Linked DNA regions of Mus musculus: regions 2, 3 and 4 are each linked to region 1. Evidence: chromatin contacts called from public HiChIP or PLAC-seq and promoter capture Hi-C data. All regions are on one chromosome and are shown on one strand. The core of a region is the stretch at or near the end of the contact, and the rest is flanking DNA. Distances in the headings are between cores, read along the strand shown. Region 1 holds the start of Tex264 (testis expressed gene 264). Region 2 overlaps Dcaf1 (DDB1 and CUL4 associated factor 1). Region 3 overlaps Dock3 (dedicator of cyto-kinesis 3). Region 4 holds the start of Iqcf5 (IQ motif containing F5).

The links. Promoter capture Hi-C pulls out the DNA fragments that hold promoters and counts their contacts. HiChIP or PLAC-seq counts read pairs in DNA pulled down with a chosen protein or histone mark.
Region 2: a contact with region 1 is called in an H3K4me3 HiChIP or PLAC-seq map of bone marrow-derived macrophages, with 3 times the contacts expected there. The contact joins the enhancer-like site here to the promoter of Tex264 in region 1. A contact is called at or near these places in 20 of 39 promoter capture datasets (the 3T3-L1 cell line, 3T3-L1-derived adipocytes, the C10 cell line and 12 more), 1 of 15 datasets of contacts at CTCF or cohesin (the NIH/3T3 cell line), 8 of 484 Hi-C or Micro-C datasets (the AML12 cell line, the C3H10T1/2 cell line, the G1E-ER4 cell line and 5 more), 19 of 115 datasets of contacts at active chromatin or transcription factors (the 230-238 cell line, the SCID.adh cell line, T-cell acute lymphoblastic leukemia and 9 more) and 3 of 9 other capture datasets (adipose tissue, liver and pancreatic islet).
Region 3: a contact with region 1 is called in a promoter capture Hi-C map of the HPC-7 cell line. The contact joins the enhancer-like site here to the promoter of Tex264 in region 1. A contact is called at or near these places in 23 of 39 promoter capture datasets (the 3T3-L1 cell line, the C10 cell line, the HPC-7 cell line and 16 more), 1 of 15 datasets of contacts at CTCF or cohesin (large pre-B cells), 57 of 484 Hi-C or Micro-C datasets (B cells, the C2C12 cell line, CD4 T cells and 34 more), 41 of 115 datasets of contacts at active chromatin or transcription factors (the 230-238 cell line, CD8 T cells, the HPC-7 cell line and 32 more) and 3 of 9 other capture datasets (adipose tissue, liver and pancreatic islet).
Region 4: a contact with region 1 is called in a promoter capture Hi-C map of the C10 cell line. The contact joins the promoter of Iqcf5 here to the promoter of Tex264 in region 1. A contact is called at or near these places in 4 of 39 promoter capture datasets (the 3T3-L1 cell line, the C10 cell line, hippocampal neurons and 1 more) and 1 of 9 other capture datasets (adipose tissue).

What each region holds. Positions count from the first base shown.
Region 1 is chr9:106,684,136-106,687,470 of GRCm38.p6, reverse strand. It overlaps Tex264 (testis expressed gene 264), which reads left to right and starts at 1,519. Exons shown (of 6, transcript NM_001081654.2): 1 at 1,519-1,636; 2 at 2,476-2,542.
Region 2 is chr9:106,856,815-106,860,081 of GRCm38.p6, reverse strand. It overlaps Dcaf1 (DDB1 and CUL4 associated factor 1), which reads right to left. Exons shown (of 24, transcript NM_001373930.1): 14 at 995-2,258; 15 at 303-501. Among named protein-coding and RNA genes, the nearest start is that of Rbm15b, 29 kb to the left of the region's middle. Within about 2 kb of position 1,896, at least 13 of the 459 cell types and tissues checked have an H3K27ac peak or open chromatin away from gene starts, as enhancers often do. A contact at or near this core is called in bone marrow-derived macrophages, where this site is marked.
Region 3 is chr9:106,907,281-106,910,269 of GRCm38.p6, reverse strand. Dock3 (dedicator of cyto-kinesis 3) reads left to right here. Exons shown (of 53, transcript NM_153413.2): 47 at 1,733-1,854; 48 at 2,902-2,989. Among named protein-coding and RNA genes, the nearest start is that of Manf, 17 kb to the right of the region's middle. Within about 2 kb of position 1,374, at least 73 of the 459 cell types and tissues checked have an H3K27ac peak or open chromatin away from gene starts, as enhancers often do. A contact at or near this core is called in the HPC-5 cell line, the HPC-7 cell line, LSK cells and 8 more, where this site is marked.
Region 4 is chr9:106,513,023-106,516,330 of GRCm38.p6, reverse strand. Iqcf5 (IQ motif containing F5) reads right to left here and starts at 1,758. Exons shown (of 2, transcript NM_029300.1): 1 at 1,669-1,758; 2 at 328-781. The coding sequence starts at 1,672. The coding sequence ends at 339. It also overlaps a transcript of Iqcf3 not described here.

The sequences.
Region 1 (3,335 bases), core at 270-2,769:
AGTGTACAAAGGGCCTTGCCAAGGAGTCTGTTGCCCCCTGGTGGTCACTTGATAGCCGGCATTGTTGGAAGCACTGGGAGATGAAGTCTGGTGGGCTGATTCCCAGTTGCAGGCTCTCCTACAATAGAGTGCTGACATTCCTCAGGCATACCTGCAACTCTGATACTGAGTTCTAGAGTTCCCACCCAGGCTAAGGGAAGTGAGCCAAGACAGCAGGATGAAGAAAGAGTGTCTCCTGACAGTCATTTCCTGACACAGGCTAATGAGTTTCAGAGAGACAGAATTAACATGTGCTCTGAACCTGGGCCATGTGCCCTTCGTGTCTCAAGAACCCTATCTAGTGTACAGCCCACCTGCCCGAAGCAGCCAATCATTACCATGTTTGATGTTCACGGTAAAATAGCTATAATGACTTTCCTGCCCTCTCTACTTTGAAGACTTTTGAGTAGCTAGCTGCTTTTTCTTACCAGCCTGTCTACAGCATTGGGACATTTGTCTTGTGGATGACATTCAAGATCACATGTTACCCCATGGCTGCTGGCTTTTTCCAAAGTCATCTTATATGCTCTTTGGGTGATCAACTTTCCATAAAGCAATCTTGTCAGAAGTACTAATATAGTCCTTGGCCCAGCCTGTCTGGCATCAAGATTTATAAACAGCCAAGTTTACAAGCATAGTGGCCTTCCTCACTTCCAGCATAGATCTGGGCGTCTCAGGAGGTGCCCTCAGTACAGTGCTTTGAGATTCATAGGTCATCAGATCCTAGCTCAAGATTGAACCTGTATTGAAGGAGCTTACCCTTGACTTGGGAGTTACCTAAGTTATATTAACTTAGTAGAAACTCCCAGCAACCACAGCCAGGGCTGTGAAGTAGAAGCTTTGAAAAGAGGTGTTCCCTGGAGTGAACTTCCGGAGGCCAAGGCTTTCATTTGGTTCACTCAGTGTTTCCATAATAAAGGTTGGATGGAGGGATGGTCGTCCCTATGCTCAGAGAATCCCTGATGGGTGGCTGAGTGAAGACACTTAAATTTGCATTCTCCAGAGATTGTTCAGAGCATCTTTTGTTTATCCATAGCTTCCTCAGCTGTTAAGACCTGAGCAAGCGGCCAGACTTGAGAAGGTTCTGAGGGAAGGTGGCGAGAGTAAGACTGGTTCAGTTAGTAAGAGGCCGACATTGCTGTGCGGATCCTCTCTAAAATGCACAAACACTATTCAGTCCCGCTTTGGCTTCCTGGGCTTCTGGAGCAGGCAAACAGGCTGACTTTCCCGGTGCTTGGAGCCCGCCTTCACCCCTGCGCCTTCCCTTCCCTCCCTGTCGGCCAGGATACCTTGGGGTATTGGTTGGTTGTTGCTTGATCACCTTCAGGAGTTCCCCTTCATTGGAAGCAGGAATGTGTGTTGTGGGCCCAACCCAGCTGGGGGGGGGGGAGGCGGCGGGGGAGGCGTGCATGTTACCAAGGAGACGGGGCGGGGCAGGCCTCCGCCCTCCAAATCTGGAGCGCACGCGCCCACAGCCACGGTCACGTCCCGCCGCGAAAGGGGCGGAGCGAGCGCGAGGGGCAAGCGCACACAGGCTCCACGACTGAGCCCCTATCTTCCTCCGGCGCCCGTCCGCGTCCGTGGGGCCGCCGCTGAGGTGAGGGCGGGGCCAGAGGCGAGGCGTTCCCGACGGGGTGTCTGCCGGGGCTCCCCCTCATCCCCTCCCGCCTGCTCCCCGCGGCCTGAGCCGCCCTCTGCCCCGCGTCTGACTCACTGCTGGCCCAGCCTGCTTCCCGGGCCTGAAAGCGACGGGGAGGCGGTCCTGACCTCTCGGCGCGGATCCTGCCTCGGTGCTGGGTGCGGGAACGTCCGGGGTCCGTGGGACTAGAGGGGAACGGGCGGGGCCCTCACCTTTCAGCAGCGCTGCCTGTGGCCGCGCGTCGCGTCGCCGCTCCAAACTTTAGCGTGTCTGAAGTTGCAGAGGTGCAGGAGGCCGTGAAGCGAGCCGGGGCGGCAGGAAGCCGACAGCACGAAGCGGCGACCCCAAGGCCCCCCGGCTGCTAGCACCCAAGTTCGCCGGCGCAGGTCCCTTTAAGGGCCCGGCCCTCCGCAGAGCGCACGTGAGCGGCCTCCGGAAGCCTGCGCCTAGTCCCTACTCCGACGCTTGCGGGCCAAGGAAGTCATCTCTACCCTGCACCTCTGACATTAGTGGAAACTGAGGCCCAAGAGAGGGCACACGCTGCCCAAGGTCAGCAGCAGGGGTTGCGTTGGCGCCAAGTGTGGTAGTCGGGCCCAGTGAAGATCATAGGCATGACGTTGTGAAGCTGGACTTGGCCTGACTCCCCCCCCCCCCCCGCGCGATCTGAGGGTGGGGTTGGCGCGTTTGTAGACGGGTCCCCGTTCTGTGGGCTTTCCCTGGAACAGGGTTACTCAGGGCCTGCTTTGCTCACTGCCTGTGTCTAGGGCTGGGATGACTGTTCCTTTCTGCCCCCCTAGCGCCGGAGTACTGGAGCCCTGCTGGACTGGATGCTATGAGTTGCTAAAAGTGAGCCTGACTTTTTCGGTGAGCCTTCCCATCCCCTGTCCTCGCCTTTCTCTATTGGGTGTGGGGAAATTTGCCTTACTTCTTCCTTGGCTGACCAAAGCTCTGGGGATGGGCAGAAACATAGCCCCCTTTTTCTGAACAGTTTGCGAAGTGGAAGGAAGAGACAGGTTGGGAGCTAAGTTCCCTTAAACAGAAGTGTGTGGCAGTGCTTGTCACTCCCAAGACAGGCTATGGCCTAGATATTGAGAGCTTCTAGCCTTGAGATAAGCGAGGGCCAAAAGATGAAGTGCCTTTTTGGAAACCAGAGGAGGGAAAAACTGTCAGTGAACGGCGGTTAGACTGTTGGGTTCCCATGGCCTGTGTTTTGGTCCAGGTGGCTCAGTGTAATACCTATGTGACCTTGGGCAAGCATCTTGACCTCCAACCACTTATTTCCTGATGTGTACCTACCTTCTTAGATTCTCCTTGAGGATTAGTGAAATAGCTGAGTTTCAGGGTTCAGACAGTGCCTAGCCTATATCAAGAATGAGTGGAAGATTTGGTATGATCATTATCAGAGAAGAGAAGAATGAAACCAACCGGAGGTGGGATGAGTAGGGCAGAGAGAGCAAACAGAGAAGATAATGAAGCTTACAGGCAGACCTACAGGGTGCATGAGGAGACCGGTGGGAGTGTCCTGACACCAGAGTTGGCTTCTTTGTAAGGCCAGTTCTGTGTGCTCATTGACTCCAAAAACAGACTTTAGCATATCTTCCACTCAGAACCTTCATATATCAATAGAGCTAAGTTTTCTGTAGGGCTAAATAAAGCA
Region 2 (3,267 bases), core at 647-3,146, 170 kb before region 1:
GCTTTTTTGTTTTTCTTCTGTTGAAATAGGTCCTGTGTACTCGGGCTGGCAGAGAACTTTAACTCAAATTGGCTTTGAACTCCCAAAAGTCCTTCCTCTGTTCCCCATGTATCACCTCACATAGCTAAACCCCCCCTATCAAAAGATGGCCAAGTATCTCATTTTCCTTCTGAAATGAGTCAACATCAATTCTAGTTAACGACTCATCTAAAATAAAGTCCAATAAATGGTAAGACTCTTTTAACTCTAGTTCCCTTTGTTAATCCATCTTAAAATGAGAGCAGCCAGGAAGGAACCCTCACCCTTGACGGTTCAAGGTGTGTGATGGCTGAGTTGTGACAGTTATAGCTGGCCTCTTCCTGTCCACTAAACACATTGTAGAGCTTCAGCTGCCCTGTACAAGTGCCAAGCATCAGGAACCGCTCCCGGGCTGAGAATGCACAACAGGTGAAGCCACTTTCATCTTCATTAGCTTCCCGGAATACTGAAATCGGACGAAATCTAAACGAGGGGTTGGGGGAAGAGCATAAATCAGAATAAAGCATGTCCGGGAACTCTGAAACACAAAATTTTGCTAGATGGTATTTTGTTTCAAAATGTGAAGCCTTTCAAATAAAAAGTGGATTCTAAAGCATTAGAGTGACATTCAATAGTTTAAATTCTCAATGAAAAAAAGACTTGTGGAAAGTGTGTAGACCCATGATCTGTACCTATGATTTATAAAGAATCACACAGAAGGAAACATGGCTGGCACAAAAGGCAAGTTTGAGAAATGGCTAAAACAACCTACTGGTTGTGACGACAGCAAAGAGATCTTACTGCCGAGAATCTAAATAACCCATAACTGACTGATTAGTTCATACAGCACATAAAGGACACTCAGTTAATCTTCAGGCCAGCAAATGACTTTAACTAATGACTCAGGGATGATACTGACCAAACACTGATTTAAATAAAAGAATCATCCCAAGGAATTCCGGGAACCTCTCCTTACCTGCTAAAGATAAGGTGCCTATCAAAGCATCCGCCATCTACCCCTCCATATTTTGGAAATGATGCCCTGCGGTTTAGCCTTGAGGTAAAGTTTATTGGCGCTTGCCGCCTCTGTTTTGGTTCAGGACACTGATGAGGAGTAAAGAGAGAAAAAGGAGGACAGGTGGCAACGGGGTTCTTGCATCGAGCATGTTGCTCTCTAAGATACTCTGTGATGATACTGTCCAGCGTAGGTGGGGAAGGAAGATGTCTATCCAATTGTTTTTTTATGGCAGGGCTCTGGCTGTATGCACCATGGTCCGACTTCTGCCGCAACACTCGAATTTTCCTGCCATTGCACGGTGATGGCCTCTCTCTGATAAAACTGATCCTACCAATCAAAGGGGAATTGCCTGCATATGATGGGCCAGGCAAAGGCAATGAACCCTGGGGGGGCCGTGGTGGAGGATGGGCAGGGGGAGCAGAAGGGGCAGAAGCACCCACAGTAGCATGGCTGCCCAGTCGACTTGCAATGCCGTTGGCAATCCGAGGGGTCCGGGGAAGAGAGACAGGAGAAGCAGCAGCAGTCACTGGGGTGAAGGCAGAAGAATGTGAGGCAGCAGTCATGGGCAGGTCAGCCTCTCTCGTCAGCACAGTTGCTGTCTCTCCAAGCCCTTTAGAAATGAGATGGTTCCGTATCAACAGGAGCAGCTCTTTCTCAGGGAAGGAGATCCTCGACTGAGCAACAACATCTGCTTTCTGCAGTCGTGCGAGAGACACATCAGTGCCAATGAGAAGAGGCTTTCCTGATACACGCTCAATGAGCTCAGCAGCGTATTTGCAGAACTTGACATGGTCACTACGCTTATCCTGCAGCACAGGCTCTTTCATCAGCTGTTGAATCTGGCAGCTACTAAAAAGGGGAAGTTTACTGATGATCTGTCGAACAGTGCTACTTCGAGACAGGCCTACAAGGGCTTTGCAGGCCAGGGCCCGGATCTGGTCTGCGTCTGTAATGGGCATCTTGATGGACAACAGGGACAGAAGCACCTTGATGCCATTGTTGGACTGGACCACATTCCACATCTTGGCCAGAGTATGCTCACTACTCTTGGGAGTCTGAGACAGCTTTCTCCGAGGAGTTCCAGAAATAAATTTGCCAATACTGGATATTCGGTTATCTGGACCACATACACAATTGATGATAATTTGAAGTGCTGACTTCTGAATTTCAGCATCATGGATAAAGAACTCACCCTCAGCCACGCCCAAAATAATGCTGATACCTATAACATAGGAAAAATTACATTATTCCTCATAAAACTAATAGCTAGAAGACTCATGTCAAGATATTACAGGAACAGTTTATACATTTATCTTTAGTGTGCACTATTAACAACAGCCAAGTTATGGGATCAGTACAAGCATCCATCAACAGACAAATGGACAAACCTTATGCACAAAGAAATCTTACTCAGCAATAAAAAAAAATGAAATTATGTTATTTTACAAGAAAACAGACAGGGTGGGCAAAATGGCTTATTGGCTAAAAAGCTCTTGGCATCAAGCCTAAGAACTGACATTTGTGGACAGAACTTACTCCAGTAAGTTACCCTCTTTTCCTCCACACATACACCAGAGTGTGCAAGAACACACACAAAACAAATAATAAAATGTAAATAGGAAAAAAAGAAAATAGATGGATCTCAAGATATAAAATAACATAATTCACATATAAAATCTAGAATTAAAATGAAACAGAAGAAAAACTTACATATCTAGGATGTCAGTATTCAGAAAGCCAAGACAGGAAGATACTAACAATTTCAAGGCAAGCTTGGGCTAAAAGTAAACTCCAGGCCAGCATGGACTAGAATAAGAACATGTCTCAAAAACAACTCACCACTAGAAAAGGAATGGAACTAAAACAGAGCCTAAGAAAGAGAAAAATGGTGACCTTTGTGTTCTATTTTATTGGTTTCCTTTTTGTTTTGTTTTTTGAGACAGTCTCTCTCTTCACAGCACTAGCTGTCCTAAAACTCACTCTGTAGACCAGGCTGACCTCCAACTCAGAGATCCACCTGCCGCTGCCTCCCAAGTATTGGGATTAAAAGTATGCACTACCATACCTGGCAAAGGAAGACTCTTAAAAAGGGAAAAGACAGGGGCTGGAGAGATGGCTTATCGGTTAAGAGCACTGACTGCTCTACTAGAGGTCCTGAATTCAATTTCCAGCAACCACATGGTGTCTCACACCATCTGTAATGGGATCTGATGCCCTCTTCTGGAGTGTCT
Region 3 (2,989 bases), core at 125-2,624, 220 kb before region 1:
TCCCACTCAAAGAACTCAAAACGCAATGATATAAACACAAACTGCCCACCTAGATTGAACAAATTGCCCTATATTGTTCTATTGCTTGCCTATGATATTTATAGCTACATGTGGCTATTTCAAGCCATGCGGATTTGGTTCTTCCTCCTCCTCCATCTTGTCTCCTCTTCCTGTCCTATCTTTGTCCCTCTGTGTCTCATCTCTAAAACTCTCAACCTGCCTTCCTTTTTCACTGCCCAATCACAGGCTCTAGCCTTATCTTTTACCTGCCCACACCTGCTTACAGACCTGCCACTACTCTCTTCTCATTTTACTGAGAGCTACTAAATATGTATTAGGTATGCATATTTATATATATAAATATAATATAAAATAAATAAATATAAATAAATATAGCTGTTAGACGGTGGGCCATGCTGTCCTAGAGAAGTTCCTCTACAGGTGATGCAAAATCTTGGGGAAGGCTGAGCCATCCAAGCACTCACTAAGCTTGTCAGTCTTGAGCAGGCCAGCTTTGTTCTTGGATGCTGTGGGTTGTGGTTCTTTTAGTCCCTCCAGACTCCCAAGGCAGGCCTCAGCTGGTTCCTTGCAAGAATGGACAGCATTAAAAGCAAAATAGCAAAAGAAGTTCATCACAGTGTGAGAGACTGGCTCACTTTCCAGAGGAATTTCTGTAGCTCACAAAATGTCTCCTTCCTGGGAGAGTCCTCCACGGTGTTTCACGTGAGAGATGCAGAACATATATGCTTCCCCTAAAGCCGAGGTGGTGGTGAGGACTTGAGTAGCATTACTGAGTCTGATGGGGATTCCACCTCATTGCGCTGGCTCCTGCACACACCGCTGGTCTCTGCTCTGTGCAGACTTCTCATCCCAGCTGGTAGCCCAGGTAATGGAGAGCTTGGCACCCAGGAGGTCCCTGTCACATCTCTGCAGTCAGATCACTACAACAAAGGCACAAAGTACTTGTCCATGTGCATCCAGGTCCATACTGTGACATTACAGAAACAGTTTAACACTATGCCTGCTTTGGAAGAAGAAAGGGGAAAATGTGCTACTCTCAGTCCAGCTCAGAAACATACACAGCAGACAAGAGCCTTTGTCCATCATATATTATGAAAGCCTTGAGGAAAACCTGGAAAATTGTCTCAGAGACAGAGACCAATATATTTTCTGTCACTCAGTGGGAAGTTAGATTAGCCGTTGCTGCCAAGAAGTCTGCGTACTTAGTAAGAATTTAATTATGCTGAAATAGAGCTGTGCTGCTTTCGGTTACTTACATCAGCACTTTGTTTCCTGTTTCCCTATAGACTGTGCCACAGGAAACTTAGCAGGTCAGTAAGAGCTGGGCCATTCAGCAATCCAATAAAATCCAGCACCAGCTCTTATGTAAGCGTCTGCACTGACTGACAGCTGACTCCTCCCTCCCAGCTATTGCTCTGTGTGCTCTGACCTAAGAAAGCCTGTTAACACTCCCCTGGAAACACAGATTCACTTCAGCCTGTTCTAGATGCGTCTCTCTTAGTGGAGTTTACCTGGAGCTCAATAGCATCTGGTCTAGGCTCCAGTATGCTTAGGGGAGTATTTAGTAATGAAGGTCATATTGTCCAGAAGAAACCAAAAGTATATCATATGATTCTCTTTTTGTTTGTCTATTTGTTTTACATTTTTACCAGCAGACAACTTATCTCTCCTACCTTTATTTATCTATGAACAAACATTCCTTTCTCAACAGGAGTTTCCAGGTTTGGATAAGCTAAGTCCTGCATGTTCAGGCACCAGCACCCCACGGGGAAATGTTCTGGCATCCCATAGCCCCATGAGCCCTGAGAACATCAAGATGACCCACAGGCACAGGTATGGCATTAGGGCTGGGAAGGTTCCCTCCAGAGAGAGAAGACTGGGGTGCAGGATTCCTGAGCATTGGCAGGGGCCAGGGCTTGCTCAGCATGGGCCTTGTTCACGTGTACCTTTGGATAGGATTCCAAAGAGAATGAGGATTGTTGATTTTTTTTAAAGATTTATTTATTTATTATATGTAAGTACACTGTAGCTGTCTTCAGACACTCCAGAAGAGGGCATCAGATTTCGTTACAGATGGTTGTGATCCACCATGTGGTTGCTGGGATTTGAACTCCGAACCTTCAGAAGAGCAGTCGGCACTCTTAACCACTGAGCCATCTCACCAGCCCCTGTTGATTGTTTTTAAGGAAGGGAATAATGACAGTGGTGTGGCATTTAAGCAATGACTGAACAGTCTCAAGTGGGAATACTCAAAGCCTTTATGACAGGAAGCCAGCTTTAGGAGAGAAATTTACTGCAATGAATTTCTCTCTTAGATTCGTTTATTTTCCAGCATGCAGCTCAATAGAGTGGCTACTCAGCTAATGAGAAGAGGAACAAATGAAGAGGGCCTGCTAGTGTTGGTAGAGGAAAGTTGTTGGGATACTTGTAACCATAGATAGTTTACATCTGTCTCTTTTGATAGTATCTTCATATCAGTAAGTTGCCTCTGCTCTCAGAACAGATCTTAAAATAGTGTATGCTGGGTTAGGCAATGTTCAGACTAACATTCCATAGAAAGAGTATAGGATCCTGGACTTGACTTGTCATTTCTGTCTCTCATTCCTCCTGATAAACTGCTAGTGCTTTCATTCTGAATGGCTGTAATCCATTTAACTCTAAAGAGATTGCACTAGCATAAGCCTTCTCAGGCCAGTGACAGAGTGAGGCTCAGAACTCCTCTAGGCCTCAGACAGGTGTGAACATTGGCTATAGAATCCTGCGAACAAGTGCTGGCTTGGGTTACGTGTCAGTTTCATGCATCTGTCCTTTCCTCCTACTGCCTACCATGCTTTCTTAGCTATTGCCTGATTCCTTCCTATTTCCTGTTCTTGATCACAGCCCCATGAACTTGATGGGCACAGGCCGCCATTCCTCATCCTCTCTCTCCTCACATGCATCTAGTGAAGCAGGAAACATGATGATGATG
Region 4 (3,308 bases), core at 509-3,008, 170 kb after region 1:
ATACACTACACCACACAAGCACACACACATATATACCACACATGCATGCATGCAATAACTATACACACATACCACACACACCCATGCAACACACACAGACACATTCATACACCATACACATACACCCACACACATGCATATACCACATACACACATGCATATGTCTCACACTACACCACACAAGCACACACACATACTTCCCCACTGAGGCTCCTTCTCAGTAGTGCCCCTCAGAGCTGATTTGCCAGGCACTAGTGTGATTAAAGCCGTGTTGGTCCTAATAGTGACTTGGAAATCCTTCTGCTACAGAGCAGAGAATACGGGTGTAGCAGACCTGATCACTCTTTTATTGGTAGGGTTATGCACTGTTCCACCTTACAAGCCTGTGAGCCCAGGGAAATCTCAAGTTGAATATTCAGTCGGTTTTCTTTGATTTCATAGTTGCCCTGAATAAAGCCACGAGTGTGACAACTATGCCAACGCCAATAAACCTGGATGATGCGAACAGCATTCAGCAAACGACAGTATCGATGACGTATGTGCCACATCCTGAACCAGGACTGCAGTTTGACTATTGCCCACGTTTTTCGAGCGTATAACTCCAGAGCCATCCGCCGTTTCTTCCCTTGCAACATTATCATTATCTTTCTCCACCAGCACTGAATGATCCACGCGCTGAGGGCAGCATGCAGCAACGTGCGTCGTAGTAGTGTGCCACGCCACCATGCTTGGATGCGCACAGCCGCAGATGTTTCTGTCATGGCCGTAGACTTTTCTGGGCCTTGCAAGAGAGAACAGACCACTTAGGACACTTAGGGAGCTCAGGGTGAGCCAGACAGGAATCCCGATCCTCTATCTAGGAAGTTCAAGAGCTGCAGAACCCTGCAGGGCCACAGATGCACCCGGGAGACCAGCTAAATTGAACTTCCTGTGGTACATGCCAGTTAATCAGCTTGAATACACCAACCTAACATCTGAGTTTCTGGACATGTACCTGTTATGATAATAACTGTTGTGATAATAATTTAAAACTTTCTTTCTGTGTTTGGGAAGAAAGTAGATTAGAAAGCAAGAATGCTTTCCCTTGTGCTAAGTGAACTAGACTCAGTTTCTGGGGTGTGTGTGTATGTGTGTGTGTGCGTGTGTGTGTGTGTGAGAGAGATACAGGGTCTCACTATGCAGCTCTGGCTGTCCAGTAACAGGCTGGCCTTGAACTCATAGAAATCTGCCTGCCTCTGCCTCTCCAAGTGCTGGGATTAAAGCTGTGGGCCACTATACCTAGTTATTTATGGCCTTTGTTATAAAACCCCTCCTGTGGTAACTAGGAGACATTTACTGAGCCCTATGAAGTGTATCCAACCTTTAGACATTGTGAATTACTTTGTCACCTTCTATGTTCACACAGAAAAAGAAAAACAAAGCAAAGACAAAAACAACACGTGATTGAGTTACAAAACAAAATCAATCACACACATAAACCTCAGAACACTTTAAGGAAGTTTACAACTTTATATTGGGCCACGCTCCTAGCTAGCCTCATCCGCAGACTGTACATGGGCTGTGAGTTGACCATTCCTGGAAAGATCAATCTCTTATAAAACATTCAGTCCCCTGAGATAGGCATGCATGGCTAAACCTCCCCCCTGAGATCTGAATTCTACAAATTACCCATGGTTAGGGGCTAGATGTTCCCATCACCCTCCGGTCTGCTCTCCTAGCTCTGATCCAGCAGACAGAGTAGATGGAAGGAGTGATGACGTCATAAGGGTGCCTATGACACAGGCACCAGGACGGCTTCCAATAACCAACATTCTCAGCACCTGTGTTGTGTGTCACTGGCTATGACCGGAGGGTCCAATACACCCATATACAAATTCTCATAACCCACACCTTTATACCACTCAAATCTACTTGCTTCCCACAGTATGTTTTTACTCCTTCAGAAAGCTTCTTTGGGGCTAGAGAGATATGGTTCAATAGTTAAGAGCCCTGGGCAATGCTCCAGGGGACCTGGGTTCAGTCCCCAGCATCCATATGGTGGCTCACAACTGTTCCAAAGAACCCAAAGTCCTCTCCCAGCTTCCATGAGCACTACACACGTGATGCACAGACATACATGTAGGCAAATACTCATAAAATAAGAATAAATCTTTTCTTAATAGCATCTTTGGACTAGGAAGAGAGTTCAGATATTAAGGTGATAGCTATGTAAACTTTGATCCCCAGAACCTGCATAAAATAACTGGGCTCAGTAGCACATGTTTGCAGCTCCAGGGCTACAGAGGTAGAGGAGACAGAAGGATGCTCCCCAGCCCCCAGTGCACCACCATCATGCAAGACAGTTTTGGTGTGTGTGTGGGGGGGATCCCGAATATCTATCGGGGCAAGGCTTTGTAGTAAGCAGCAAACAGAGAACACATGTGCAAGCATCGAGGTGGAAGGCTATTGTGGTCTGTATCATAAACTTAACTTCTGCTCCCCTATGCATTGGTGGTCGTTAGGCAGGGGGTGGGCTTGTAACCTGGGAGTGCAGGTTTGTTGGGGAAATAACCTGGAAACTCTGGTCTTGTTGGGGATTAGCCTAGAGACTGGAGCTAGGCTCAGGTTTGGGGGCGGGGAGGTGGCGACAGGACTTGGAAACTAATGCTAAGTACCAGCCTGTTAATGGGGTCTAAATTTAAAAGATTTTTCATTTCAGGTTCAATTCTCAGCAGCCACATGGTAACTCACCACCATCTGTAACTTCAATCCACCACCCTCTTCTAACCGCCAAGGGCACTGCATGCACAGCCTATACTGACACACATACGTATAAAGTAATTAATGATGGAATGTAAAGAAACTAAGATAAAACAGTATTAATAAATGATGCAAGCCACCATCTTTCCAGCTCACGGAAAAGCAGTGAGCACAAAGGATGAGAGCCTTCAGCGGCACATCTCCGCACAGCAGACTCTTTTCCCAAAACTAAAATGTGATGACGGAGTTGCAAAGAAAATGAATTTCCAACTTGGTCGTGTGCTAACCAAACAAGGCAAGCTGTTACCCGGGAGTGTGCTTAATTAAATCAGTTTGATTGCTGCAGCTGAAGAAATGTGTCCAGAGAAAACAAACAGCGTTATTAGCCTTCCAAAGCTGCTCAGAGAACTGACGACACGAGGGGGAAACATCAGTAGCCAACTTCCCAACAGGGAGAAGGTTTTCAAGTGGTTTTCTTTGGCTCTTAATGAGTTGACAGACATACCAAGACAGACCAGCTGCTGTTACTGACAGGGCAAAGACCAGTTTTGAAGTGGCTGAGAACGAGC